Regions from separate parts of the Macaca mulatta genome. Here region 2 is linked to region 1. Evidence: chromatin contacts called from public Hi-C data. All regions are on one chromosome and are shown on one strand. The core of a region is the stretch at or near the end of the contact, and the rest is flanking DNA. Distances in the headings are between cores, read along the strand shown. Region 1 holds the start of SMARCC2 (SWI/SNF related, matrix associated, actin dependent regulator of chromatin subfamily c member 2). Region 2 holds the start of NABP2 (nucleic acid binding protein 2).

Evidence for each region. Hi-C and Micro-C count contacts between places; a contact is called where the count stands out from the background.
Region 2: a contact with region 1 is called in a Hi-C map of liver, with 1.7 times the contacts expected there. The contact joins the promoter of NABP2 here to the promoter of SMARCC2 in region 1. A contact is called at or near these places in 4 of 14 Hi-C or Micro-C datasets (blood, fetal cortex germinal zone, liver and 1 more).

The regions. Positions count from the first base shown.
Region 1 is chr11:63,339,758-63,346,278 of T2T-MMU8v2.0, forward strand. SMARCC2 (SWI/SNF related, matrix associated, actin dependent regulator of chromatin subfamily c member 2) reads right to left here and starts at 2,553. Exons shown (of 28, transcript XM_077954501.1): 1 at 2,431-2,553; 2 at 284-403. The coding sequence starts at 2,541. TRNAS-CGA (transfer RNA serine (anticodon CGA)) reads left to right here and starts at 3,438; the gene lies at 3,438-3,519.
Region 2 is chr11:63,382,358-63,388,878 of T2T-MMU8v2.0, forward strand. NABP2 (nucleic acid binding protein 2) reads left to right here and starts at 4,047. Exons shown (of 7, transcript XM_077954532.1): 1 at 4,047-4,361. RNF41 (ring finger protein 41) reads right to left here. Exons shown (of 8, transcript NM_001194648.2): 2 at 3,955-3,979.

The sequences.
Region 1 (6,521 bases), core at 1,303-3,802:
AATCCAAATCTCAAGTCCGCTTTTAACCATGCCATGAGAGACTTGTGGACTGATCCCAGGCACTCTGAAATAATTTGTTGCACAAAGTATTACTAAGACAAAAAGAATGGTAAACTGGAGACTAGGCCAAGCCAATAATGCCCTGACCAGGGATAGGGATGGTAGAAAATAACCCAAATTTCAAAAATTACAAAATTCACGAATCTTTTTTTAAAATACAACTCTCCAGTTTGGTGGACTCACCACCACCACCCCCCGCCCTCTCTCCTACTTCTGCACTCACCGGCAGTTTAGTGAGCGGTGCATTGCTGACATGTTTGCCAAAAACTTCTTCCTGAAATTGTAGTAACTGTACAACCAGGCTAGACAGGGACTTGTTGGTGGGTGGTTCAGCTTGTATATACTAACGGAAAAGAGGGAAAGGAAAGAAAAATAGATCTCAGATAAATTGTCCACTATCTTCCACATTTCTCCCCCAGGGGCTCTGGAAGTATCTGGAGCAAAGAAAACAGTGCCTTTCTCCCTATTTAGTCTCTATAAAGAAAATGGCAAAAGGGAGGCTCTGGACATCCCAACCAGGAAGCTGAAATTCTGCTGTCACCAGCCCAGATGGCCAGTGTTGGGGAGAACAGGGAAGCTTACTACTCTTCCTCAGCTACACTCTGAAATTAGAGTTGCAGGACCCTATTATCTTGGCACCTCATCCTCAACCAACAGCACTGAGGGTTGTTAAAATTCTGGAGGTTTATAGAGTTCAGATCATGGAAGCAATACCTTTGGAGCTCTAAGAGAGACATTTCTTAGGAGAACTCTGTGTAAAGCCATGATTCCCCCTATAATGTAGCCTAACAAGAAAAGGTACAAGGAAGTGAAGGAGGGCAAGCTGACTGAGAGTGAGCCTGTGCATTTTGCTCCTGAAGACTGGGTATAAAGTTCTTCATAAGCCCTCCTAGACAGGAAGGGCCTCACCAGCCTGATGGAGAAGAGCAAGAAAACATCTACCCTGTCTGAGGAAACTGTATCCGAGACAAGTAACCCTGGCTCTACCTCAATATTTCCACACTTCGCTACCTAGTAGCATCCTAGCCTTCCATTATAATTTGAACCTGAGCCAGGAGACTTTCTTTTTACCTTTTGACCCGTTTTCTCCCCCCTCATCACAAAGAAGACAGCGCCTCTCAGTGAGAGGTGAAGAGAGATAGATATGTGAAGGGAAAGGTAAATGACAAAGAGCTAAGAGCACGGAAGCTGAACCAGGTCACAGTTGTCAATCCCCACCAAGGCCGGAGGCTCAGCCCCTAGCTTGATCTCCCTGCAAAAGGTCAAAGCAAGAGCCTCTCACAGGCATAGAAACAAGCCATAGAAATAGCAGCTATTTGTCAAGATTCTGACACCCAGAGAGACCCCAAGGGCAGGGCTAGGCTCATAATCAGGATCAGTAGGAAGTTCTCCTAAGCCACTAAGCACACTTCTGACGAGCTGCAAAGCCGGCAGGAAGAAATGGGGAGCTGAAAGAAAGCCACAAAGAGAACCCCTCTCTGAGGGTAGTGAGAAAAAGAGAGGCAGACTATTTCCAGGGAAAACCAGGCCTAGAGACAAAGACGACACCACGAAGAGGTCTAGTAGAAAAGACAGGTAAGGATTCTTAAACCCTTTGTTCACTACCTTATGATCGCCAGTTATGGGGTTTCGGGGTGAGGGGCTAGAGATAGAACGCTCACCCTAACCTCTTGACCCCAAACCCACGGTACTGCAAAGCTAGGTTGCAGGGTGACTTCACTGCAAAATCGAGGAAAGGTTTTGGAAGGGGTCGCTACCCAGGAACTCCTATACCCCAGCTCCCTGAGAGATTCTGTTGCCTCTTAGATGAAGGTGGGGGATGAGCGGCGGAGACAGGTGATCCCTGGGTGGGGACCTTTTTCAAGCTGATGAGCAGCCAACGACTTGCTCTGTGACTGTTTACCCTCCTGCTTTCCATCCTCTCTCTGAACATACACAAAGCACCGGGGAGGCCTCAGCCCCACCGGTACCCGGCTCCATGGGGAGCTCTGGCGGGCACGTTCCGGGTTGCGGGGGAACCCATTGGGCACCCGGTCCACACCCGGCCGGCCGCCTCTCCCAGAAGAGCCAGGAGGGCGATGGCTGAGGGGAAGGTGGGCTAATGGCACCGGGGCCTGCCGGGCAGTAGAGAAAAACAAGGGGCAGAGGGCGCAGCAGTGGGGGCGGGGGCTAGGCTCGGAGGCTAGGGGTGCGGGGAGAGGGAGGCTGGGGGAGGGGCGCGGGCGCGCGGGAGGGCGCGCGGGGGGCTGCTCCGAAGGCCGCAGGGGAGGGGCTGGGGCGCCTGGAGGGTGGGCAGGATCCCGGAGCTGCAGGGCCGCGGTCCCTTTGTCCCGCCCCCGGTCCCCGCGCGGCCCGGCCCGGCCCGCGTACCTTCTTGTAGTTCTTGCCGAGCCACAGCCGCACGTTGTCGAACTGGGTCACGGTGTCCGCGGCCTCGTAGTACTTCACGTTGGGGCCGCCGTCCTTCTTCCGCACCGCCATCTTCTCGGGCTCGGGCCCCGCCGCCGCCCGCCCCACTCAGCTCAGCTCCCGCCTCCTCCGCCTCCTCCTCCGCCCGCCTCCCGCCGCCTCCCGCCGCCGCGGCCGCCGCCTCCCGCCGCCTGGGCCGGCCCCGGTCCGCGCTGCGCCCCCTGCCGGCAGGCCGGGCGCGGCGGAGGAGCTCCAGGCGCGGGCCGACCCTGGTGGCCTACCCGGCAGCGGCGGCGGGAGCCTCCGGGGAGAAGGACTCTTCCTGGAGGGGGCGCCATTCTCCTGAGATCCCTCTTACCAGACGCGAAGCCCTTCCCTCTTTTTGCCTCAGCCCGTTAGTGTCACCTCGCTATCCCACTCCAGGCGGCCGCCAGTCGCTGGAGCAGCCCCAACCCGTTGCCCCGAGTGGCCCTCACCTTGCGCATTCCTAATCCGACGGAGCCCCTCGTCCCCCAAAACCCCAAAACCCTTTCCCCAAGAAGTTCCTTCCTTCCATCCATTCCCAGCATCTCCCCATTTAAACTTTTCTGAGTCTCCCTCACCCCTCGCGCTTGTCCACCCAGCAACCCCTTCACTTGTTAACCCAAAAGTCCCCTAGCCGCCACCTTGGGGACCCAGTGCCTTCCTCAACTGCTTCCTCCGCTGGCCTCGCTGTCACCTCCTAAGTAGGTGTGAGCTCCTTGAGACTCCGACTCTTCGCTAGGCAGGAGACCCTCCTTCCCTGGGTCACCCGGTCCATCCGACTCTTTTTCTCTGGGTGGCGTAGATAGGAGGTAAGGAACCAAGGGGTGGGGAGTCCTCAGGTGAGTGCGCGTCGAGGCCGGTACCCTGCTTCCGGTTCCCGCATGTAGTCCCCGATTGCAGTGCGGACCCCTTCTGTAAGCGCGCGGCAAAATGCGGTTTTGGAAGTCACGGTGGCCGAGTGGTTAAGGCGTTGGACTCGAAATCCAATGGGGTTTCCCCGCACAGGTTCGAATCCTGTTCGTGACGGCTTTTTTTTTTTTTTCTTTCTTATTATTAAGACGGAGTCTCGCTCCGTTGCTTAGGCTGGAGTGCAGTGGCGCGATTTCGGCTCACCGCAGCCTCCACTTCCCGGGTTCAAGCAATTCTCCTGCCTTAGCCTCCCGAGTAGCTGGGACCACAGGCATGCGCCACCACACTTTTTGCGTTTTTAGTAGAGACGGGTTCACCGTATTGGCTAGGCTGGTCTCAAACTCCCGACTTCAGGTTATCTGCCAGCCTCGGCCTCCCAAAGTGCTGGGATTACAGGCGTGAGCACCGCGCCCGGCCTGACGGCGACTTTTTAAATCCCACTTCACAACACGTAAAGGTAACCCCAGTTCTCACAAGTGTCTTTCGTGCACTTTCTCTCTCCAAAAGGAAGCCGCCAACAGGTCTTACCCCTGTATTTGGGAGAATGGGAGTGATCTTGGGAAGCTTAATTATGTACGACTGTGTTGGCTGCTAGACTGTGAGGCATTTTCAGAATTTTATAACTTCAGGCTTGCTGGGAGAGCTTTGGCACATGTCTCATTCTTTTGAGGGCATAGGGAAGGATTTGGTTGAAGGGTTACATTTTGTCTGGGAATGTGAGTGGCTGTTTTGCAATATTAGTCAAACCTAGAGTTTCCTCTAAATTTCATGACCAGAAGTCACACCTTGTAGGTCTAATTACACCGAAGACCCAGGAAACAGGGGATTCTCTCATCTGGATTTCCTTGAGGTGTACAGGGCTAGAAGGGAGTAGCCTATTGAAACATCATTGCAGATCCAACTAGAGCCAAGGTGTGGGAAGATTATTCTCAATTTTTATTGAGTGCTTATTATGTGCCAGGTACTGTTTTAAATTATCTATATGTATTAACCAAGCGAGGAAATTAATCTCATCTTTAACCTTTAACCCTCTTATACTCATCTCACCCCATTTTTCCTGTCCCCTAATTTCTGATTGTGGGAGGATCTGGGCTGCTTGTTGAAGATTTTGTTGTTTGTTTTGGGGGGTTGTTTTTGAGACAGGGTCCTGCTCTGTTGCCCAGGCTGCAGTGCAGTGGTGCAATCTCAGTTCACTGCAACCTCAAACTCCCAAGCCCAAGCGATCCTCCCGCCTCAGTAGCTGGGACTACAGGCATGCACCACCACGCCCAGATAATTTTTTGTATTTTTAGTAGAGACAGGGTTCTGGGATTTCGCCATGTTGCCCAGACTGGTCTCAAACTCCTGGACTCAAGCAGTCCGCCTGCCTCAGTCTCCCAAAGTGGTGGGATGACAGGTGTGAGCCACGGTGCCTGGCCAAGGATGTTCTTTTTGTACTTCTCACACAGCCTCTTGTCCAAAAAGAATCCCAAAGGGCAGGGGGCTCTAGGGTAATACATAGAGCTTTCTACACATTTATACCTTAGAGTTTCCCACCTTCATACCACTGCTCAGGCTGTTCTTTCCAGCATGACCCTCACATTGCCTCCCTGCCCCTCACCATTAACACTTTCCAAAATCCTTTAGGCCCCTCTTCTTTGATGCTCTTGATCACTCCAGCTACCTATCAGTCTACCACCACCACCATTCACTGAATTGCATGCAAGGACTTCTCGCTTGATATGCTAACATAAAAATAAAACAAAAACAGGGCTGGATGTGGTGGCTAACTCCTGTAATCCCAGCACTTTGGGAGGCCTAGGCAGGTGGATCACGAGGTCAGGAGTTCAAGACCAACCTGGCCAATGTAGTGAAACCCCCTCTCTACTAAAAATACAAAAATTAGCTGGGCGTGGTGCCAGGCACCTGTAATTCCAGCCACTTGGGAGGCTGAGGCAAGAGAATCGCTTGAATCCAGAAGGCAGAGGTTGCAGTGAGCCAAGATCATGCCACTGCACTCCAGCCTCGGTGATGCAGGGAGACTCTGTCTCAAATAAAATAAAATAAAAACACGTTCCATTTATTTTACCTGCTAAATATGTCTCAGATATGCTCACTTTTCTCAGGGGTGAGTGCAGGCTGAGCTAGAGCCTTCATCTGGAAAGTAGTGGTATTTGCGGGCACCATACGAGGTAATACATAGAAAGCTGCACTAAAGCATCCACACTGCAGTCTGGGACCTTAAACCCTTGCATGGCTGCTTTCTATGTTGCAGGATATGACCCCTTTTCTCTCACTACTCTTCCATATTCACTACATTCTTTTTTTTTTTTTTTTTTTTTTTTTTTGAGACTGAGTCTGGCTCTGTCGCCCAGGCTGGAGTGCAGTGGCCGGATCTCAGCTCACTGCAAGCTCCGCCTCCCGGGTTCACGCCATTCTCCTGCCTCAGCCTCCGGAGTAGCTGGGACCACAGGCGCCCGCCACCTTGCCCGGCTAGTTTTTTGTATTTTTTAGTAGAGACGGGGTTTCACCGTGTTAGCCAGGATGGTCTCGATCTCCTGACCTTGTGATCCGCCCGTCTCAGCCTCCCAAAGTGCTGGGATTACAGGCTTGAGCCACCGTGCCCGGCTCATATTCACTACATTCTGTCCACTGGCATTCTTTTAGTTCCTGGTACTTATTTAGCTTTGCTCATGGTGTTCTCTGCCTGGAATAATCTTTCTCTTCCACACTTTCTACTCATTCTCCACCTAAATGTTGGTTCTCCTGTGGAGTTTTCTCTGACCACTTGTTGCCTACCACATCCTATGCCCTCATCTTATTATGTGAAGTCTTTCTTCCCCTGTGGCATATAAACACATTAAACACAGATAAGCCAGTCAGTTTAAAAAATGGGTGTTTTTTACAGTAGTTATGTGTACATGTTTTAATCTTCAGACTGGTATATAAGCTTCTTGAGAGTTAGGACTGTGTATTTTATTTATTTGCATCTTCTCTACAAGGCCTTATAGATGTGATCAACTATGTATTGAATTAATTTATAAAATCTCATATGCTCACAATTCTCCTTCCTACCAAATCCCAGTTTGCAGAGGCTCTCATATTTAAATATCTGGAGAGCCAAGACCAGAATTGACCAG
Region 2 (6,521 bases), core at 2,797-5,296, 44 kb after region 1:
TCCCCAGATGGACCAGTACCAGACTGTGGCCTATTAGGAACCGGGTTGTACAAAAGGAGGTGAGCAGGAAACAAGCAAGCACTGAGGCCTGAGCTCCATCTCCTGTCAGATCATCAGCAGCATTTGATTCTCATAGAAGCACGAACCCTATTGTGAACTGCACATGCGAAGGATCTAGGTTGCCCACTCCCTATGAGAATCTAATGCCTGATGATCTGAGGTGGAAGAGTTTCATCCCAAAACCATCCCCTCGCCCACCATCTGTAGAAAACCTGTCTTTCACAAAAAGGCTGGGGACTGCTGCTTTTATGTTTCCGAAGTGCATTCACATACATTATTATTATTATTTTGAGACAGAGTCTCACTCTGTCACCTAGGCTGGAGTGCAATGGTGTGATCTTGGCTCACTGCAGCCGCTTCCCGAGCCCAAGTGATTCTCCTACCTCGGCCTCCAGAGTAGCTGGCATTACAGGCGCCCACCACCATGCCCGGCTAATTTTTGTATTTTTAGTAGAGATGGGGTTTCACCATGTTGGCCAGGCTGGTCTCAAACTCCTGACCTCAGGTGATACACCTGCCTCAGCCTCCCAAAATGCTGGGATTACAGGTGTGAGCCACTGCACCCAGCCCACATTATTATTTTTATTATTATTTTTTGAGACAGGGTCTTGCTCTATTGCCCAGGCTGGAGTACAGTGGCATGATCATAGCTCACTACAGCCTTGCCTTCCCAGGCTCCAGCAATCCTCCCACCTCAGTCTCCCAAATAGTTGGGACCACAGGCACACACTAGCACGCCTGACTAATTTTTGTATTTTTGGTAGACACGGGGTTTGGACACGTTGCCCAGGCTGGTCTTTAACTCCTGGGCAGGCACCAGCAATCCTCCAACCTCAGCCTCCCAAAGTGCTGGGATTACAGGCACCAGCCACTGCGCCCACCCATAAATGTACACATTTAAACAAGTCAAGTAACCCTGCTGTAGTTTTTCTGTTTCTTTAACTGTCAAGTAGAGAAAAATGAGACCTGCCTCATATATTAATATAACGTATATATAATATATAGAAGTATTATATATATTTTATATATACATATATTTTTTTTGAGACAGAGTGTTGCTCTGTCGCTAGGCTGGAGTACAGTGGCATGATCTCAGCTTACTGCAACCTCTGCCTCCCGGGTTCAAGCGATTCTCCTGCCTCAGCCTCCCAAGTAGCTGGGACTACAGGTGTGCGCCATCATGCCAAGCTAGTTTTTGTATTTTTAGTAGAGACGGGGTTACACCATGTTGGCCAGGATGGTCTCGATCTCCTGACCTTGTGATCCGCCCACCTGGGCCTCCCAAAGTGCTGGGATTACAGGCGTGAGCCACCATGCCTGGCCTATTTTTTCTTTTTTTTTTTTTTTTTTTGAGATGGAGTCTTGCTCTGTCGCCCAGGATAGAGTGCAGTGACACGATCTCCTCAGCTCATGCCAACCTCCACCTCCCAGGTTCAAACAATTCTCCTGCCTCAGCCTCCTGAGTAGCTGGGATCACAGACACGTGTCACTATGCCAGGCTAAGTTTTATACTTTAGTAGAGGCGGGGTTTCAACATGTTGGTCAGGCTGGTCTCAGATTGGCCTCATGTGATCCGTCACGTTTGGCCTCCCAAAGTGCTGGGGTTACAGGCGTAAGCCACTGTGCCCGGCCTAATATAAGGTGTCTATATGTGTGTATGTGTATACACGTATAAACACATGCACACCTCTTATACATACTGTCCTGCAAATCAAATGAAATAAATATGAAAGGAGGCTGGACGCAGTGGCTCACATCCGTAATCCCAGCGCTTTGGGAGGCCGAGGTGGGTGGATCACTTGAGTCCAAGAGTTTGAGACCAGCCTGGGCAACATAGTGAAACCTTGTCTCTACAAAAAAAACAAAAATTAGCCAGGCATGGTGGCATGAGTGCCTGTAGTCCCGGCTTCTGAGGAGGCTGAAGCAGGAAGATCAACTGAGCCCAGGAAGCAGAGACTGCAGTGAGCAGAGATTGCAGCACTGTACATTAGCCTGGGTGACAGAGTGAGACCCGGTCTCAAAAATAAATAAATAAATAAATGAATATGAAAGGATACTAAATACTGTTATCCTAAAGTAAGATTATTTGTAGCAACAGAATACAAAATAAGGCCAGGTGCAGTGGCTCATGACTGTAATCCTAGCACTTTGGGAGGCCGAGGTGGACCGATCACCTGAGGTCAGGGTTTTTTTTTTGGGGCGGAGGGAACCGTGTGGAGACAGAGTCTCGCTCTGTTGCCGAGGCTGGAGTGCAACAGCGCAATCTCAGCTCACTGCAACCTCTGCCTCCCGGGTTCAAGCAATTCTCCTGCCTCAGCTTCCCAAGTAGCTGGGACTACAGGCGCACACAGCCATGCCCAGCTAATTTTTTATATTTTTAGTAGAGACGGGGTTTCACTGTGTTGCCCAGGCTGGTCTCGAACTCTTGAGCTCAGGCAATCTGCCCGCCTCGGCCTCCCAAAGTACTAGGATTACAGGTGTGTGCCACCGTGCCAGGCTGAGGTCAGGGGTTTGAGACCAGCCTGGCAACATGGTGAAACCCCATCTCTACTAAAAATACAAAAAATTAGCCAGGCATGGTGGCAGGTCCCTGTAATCCCAGCTATTCAGGAGGCTGAGGCAGGAGAATTGCTTGAATCCAGAAGGAGGTTGCAGCGAGCCGAGATTGTGCCACTGCACTCCAGCCTGGGTGATAAGAGTGAGACTCCGTCTTAAAAATATATATATAACGCAAAATAAATTTAGAGTACTGAGAGTCGGAGAGGAAATGCTTGAAAGAAGCTTGTTCCTTCTTTTTACTAGAAGGTAGGCCTAGCCACAGGTCGGTCGGCTGGACATGCAAGGTAGTAACACTGCATCACTCACATTCTCTACCACTAGTCCACTCCATTCTTATTTGGGGCAAAACTATCAGCCAACGACACTATCAGCCTCTCGCCCTATTGTGAGACTCTAAAACCCCTCTATAGAAAAGGATAACACTATCACGGGCCAGTCCCTAAGAACAGTGGCCTCATTAACAGCCCCACTTGCTATTAGGTGAAATGAAGTTTCTGAATAGGGAAGCAGTTTGTCAATCCCTCAAGCAAAACGCCCTCACCCCTCCTGGCTTTCTGCTCTGCCTCTGGCCCCCTCCTCCCCACTCCCCAATTTCCCAAAGTCCTGAGTTAGGGAAGGCCTTCCAGTGTGTGGTGTGTGAAACCTGTCAGAGAGCCAGGCTGCAAACCAAGCGCACGGATGTGAAGAATGTGAGATTCCTTCATGGAGGGCTGGGAGGGGGTGAGGAGTGGGGAAGGAATGAGAGGACAAGGCTGCCAAAGACAAGGCATGGGAGAGGAGCCAAGCTATGGCGCTTGGAGGGCGGGGGTTTAGGTTCCACCGCCCCTGCCCAGGCTGGCCCCCGGAATGCTCCCTTCCTCCGCTTCTGGCCCGTCAATCATTGCCCATTTAAACACCACGCTGTTCCCCCAGGTCCGCGGCTGCGGGTCCTCCAGCTAGCTCTGGCCGCTCCCGCACTTCTCAAAGCTCCCCTATTCCAACGGACCTTCCCCAACAGCCCAATCTCCAGGGCCCCCTTCTCACCTCCCGACTCCTCGCCCGTGCTGCTTCCCTGCCCACATTTTTATCTCTACCACCATCCCTCCTTCTGAACCCCAGTATTTCAGCCCCCCGCCCCAATACCCCTGGGACATCACCTCCTCCCCTCCCACACCCTCTTTTAGGTGGAAGATCGCGCAGGCGCAGTACGCACCGCCCTGGAAGCGGCCTGGAGTCTCCGCAACCTGACCCAGTCGGAGCTGAGGCCGCAGCGGCCACAGTAGTGCCCTGGTGCCGGGTCCTAGCCTCTCCCGGGTAGGGAAGGGAAAGGGGAAGGAGGGGAAAGAAGACTCCGACCACTCGTCGCCTTCTCAGACGGATCCTTTGCCCCGCCCACCGCTGCTACGCAACCCGGCGGAAGCTCGTCACCAAACCCCGCCTCTTTGTTTAACTCAGCCCCTACACTACCAGCCACCAGCGGCCTACCAGGAGGGACGAAGGCTGGCCAGGCCTCCACTCTAGACCGGAAGTCTAGTCTAGAGTCTATATAGGCCTAGCCAGGACTATATAGTCCTTTGGGAGGGAGAACTCTGTGTTCTTCCCGACAAGAACGTGTGGGCCTGGCCGGCCACGCTTCGCTTTGGAGGGGTGCAGGTGACTTGTGTCTTAGAGCTGACGCAGATTGGTGCGAGATCATTGCGGAGAGGCAGACCTGCAGCGTGACCTGCTGCGGGTCCGGCCCCTCTCCCTTTTCCAGAGACCTGGTCAGCATCCTAGAGCTTCGTAACAAGGCGGCCGCGGGGTGGGGAGTGAGGGAGTCTGACCGCAAAGCTTAGATCTGGGGTGCTCAATGGGTTGTCTGCCTCTCTCCCAGGCGCTCTCCTGCCGTATCCACGATGGCTCCTCGAACACTTGTGGAGTTCCCTGAAACACCTAAGAGGAAGGAAGGAAGGGAGAAAAAATTTCCGTCTTCCTGAGTTGGGGTTTGATTTCCTTAGCTTACACACTGTGGTGTTGGGGATGTGGGCGGTAGAGAATCTGGGATCCAAGGGAAGTCAATGTGGAGCCTAAAGAGCTCCATGAGAAGATAGGGGATTAATTAAACAAACCAAGGCATTACAATTACATGACTTCCTAGGCTAATCTGGTATCAAATAGTATGGTATTTATTGTGGACATTGGCTAAGTAAATGCTAATGCACATTAATACACGCATACACACACACACATATCTTTATGTAATTTGTTTATACACAACAATACAGAGCTAGCTGCCTTTTGTGGACAATTTGACAGGTCCCGAAAGGAACTAAAGTTTCAGGCCTCCTTTCTGCCGTCCTCTAGAGGGACTCTGCGATCAAGTAAGGTAAGAGTAGTATGGCCGGGCGCGGTGGTTCACGCCTTTAATCCCAACACTTTGGGAGGCCGAGGCGGGTGGATCGTGAGGTCAGGAGTTTGAGACCAGGCTGGCCAACATGGTGAAACCCCGTCTCTACTAAAAATACAAAAAGAGTAGCTGGGCGTAGTGGCAGGTGCCTGTAATCCCAGCTACTAGGGAGGCTAACACAGGAGAATCGCTTGAATGCGGGAGGCAGAGGTTGCAGTGAGCCGAGATCGCACCACTGCACTCCAGCCTGGGCGACAGAGCAAGACTCCTTTGCGGGCAGGTGCAAGGGCTCACGCCTGTAATCCTAGCACTTTGGGAGGACGAGGTGGGCGGATCGCTTGAGGAGTCTGAGACCAGCCTGGGAAACATGGCAAAACTCTGTCTCTACAAAAAAAAAAAAAAAAAATATATATATATATATATATATATATATGTATATATATATATACACACACAAAAATTAGCCGAGGATGGTAGTGTGAACCTGTAGTACCAGCCACTACGGAGGCTGTGGTGGGAGGATCGCCTGAGCCAGGGAGGCAGAGGTTGCAGTGAGCCAAGATTGCACCACTACACTCCAACCTGGGTTACACAGGGAGACTCTGTTTCAAAAAAAAAAAAAAAGAGGGCCTAACAAATGTTTCCCTCTATGCCGCAGGTTCCATCTCTTCCAAGAAGGGTGAGCCTGCCTTTTGTCTCTGGTATAAATGCCACTTTTCCCAGAGACCTTGACCAAGCTGGATAGTGCCTTAAAGATGAGAACCTCAAATCAGGAACAAAGATAAGGGTTAGAGCAATAAAAAGGGAGGAAACCGTGTGTGCCTACTGTGTGCAAGGCACTTTTTTAAATATAACTTCCGTTTTCTCGTAAGATGGAATTACATATTTTTTGTCTTTTTTTTCCCCTTTTTGTGGCGAATGGGGTCTCGCTATATTTCCTAGGCAGGTCTGGAACTCCTGGACTCATGCTATCCTCCAGCCTATGCCTCCCTACTTGCTGGGATTACAGGCGTGAACCACCGCGCCTAGCGGAATTGGAATTACATATGTTTAAATAGTCGAGAAAGGAAGTGAAGCATTGAGCCAGGATTCAAACTTTTGTCCGCCAGATTCCGAAGCCCTTGCTCCTTTTCCCATTGTGTCACTCTTAGAGCCTAACAAACGTCTTAGAGCCTAAGTGCATTCTCCCCAGCCAAGTTAAGAATTAGGGCCCTGTGCGCCCTCTAGTGGTGGATCTTTCCCCCTGCAGAGCCAACGATCTCCAAGGTTCCTTTAATACCTGAAATTCGCCCCCTTCGCGGCGCACGAGTCTCTGATCCCGATTGGCTGGGCAGGGCAGGCGGCGGGACGCAGGGCGCGCCCGGGCGGTGCTGATTGGCCGGAGGAGGCCAGCCGGGGGAAACTTCCGGGAATGGCCGCACTCCCGCGTTCCACCGGGCAGCATCCGGCGGCAGCGGAGCCTGTGGCTCCCCCTGCGGGCTGCTCAGCGGCGTGCACAGTCCTGCCGGCTGGCTGGGTGGGTGGTGGGCGGCGGGCA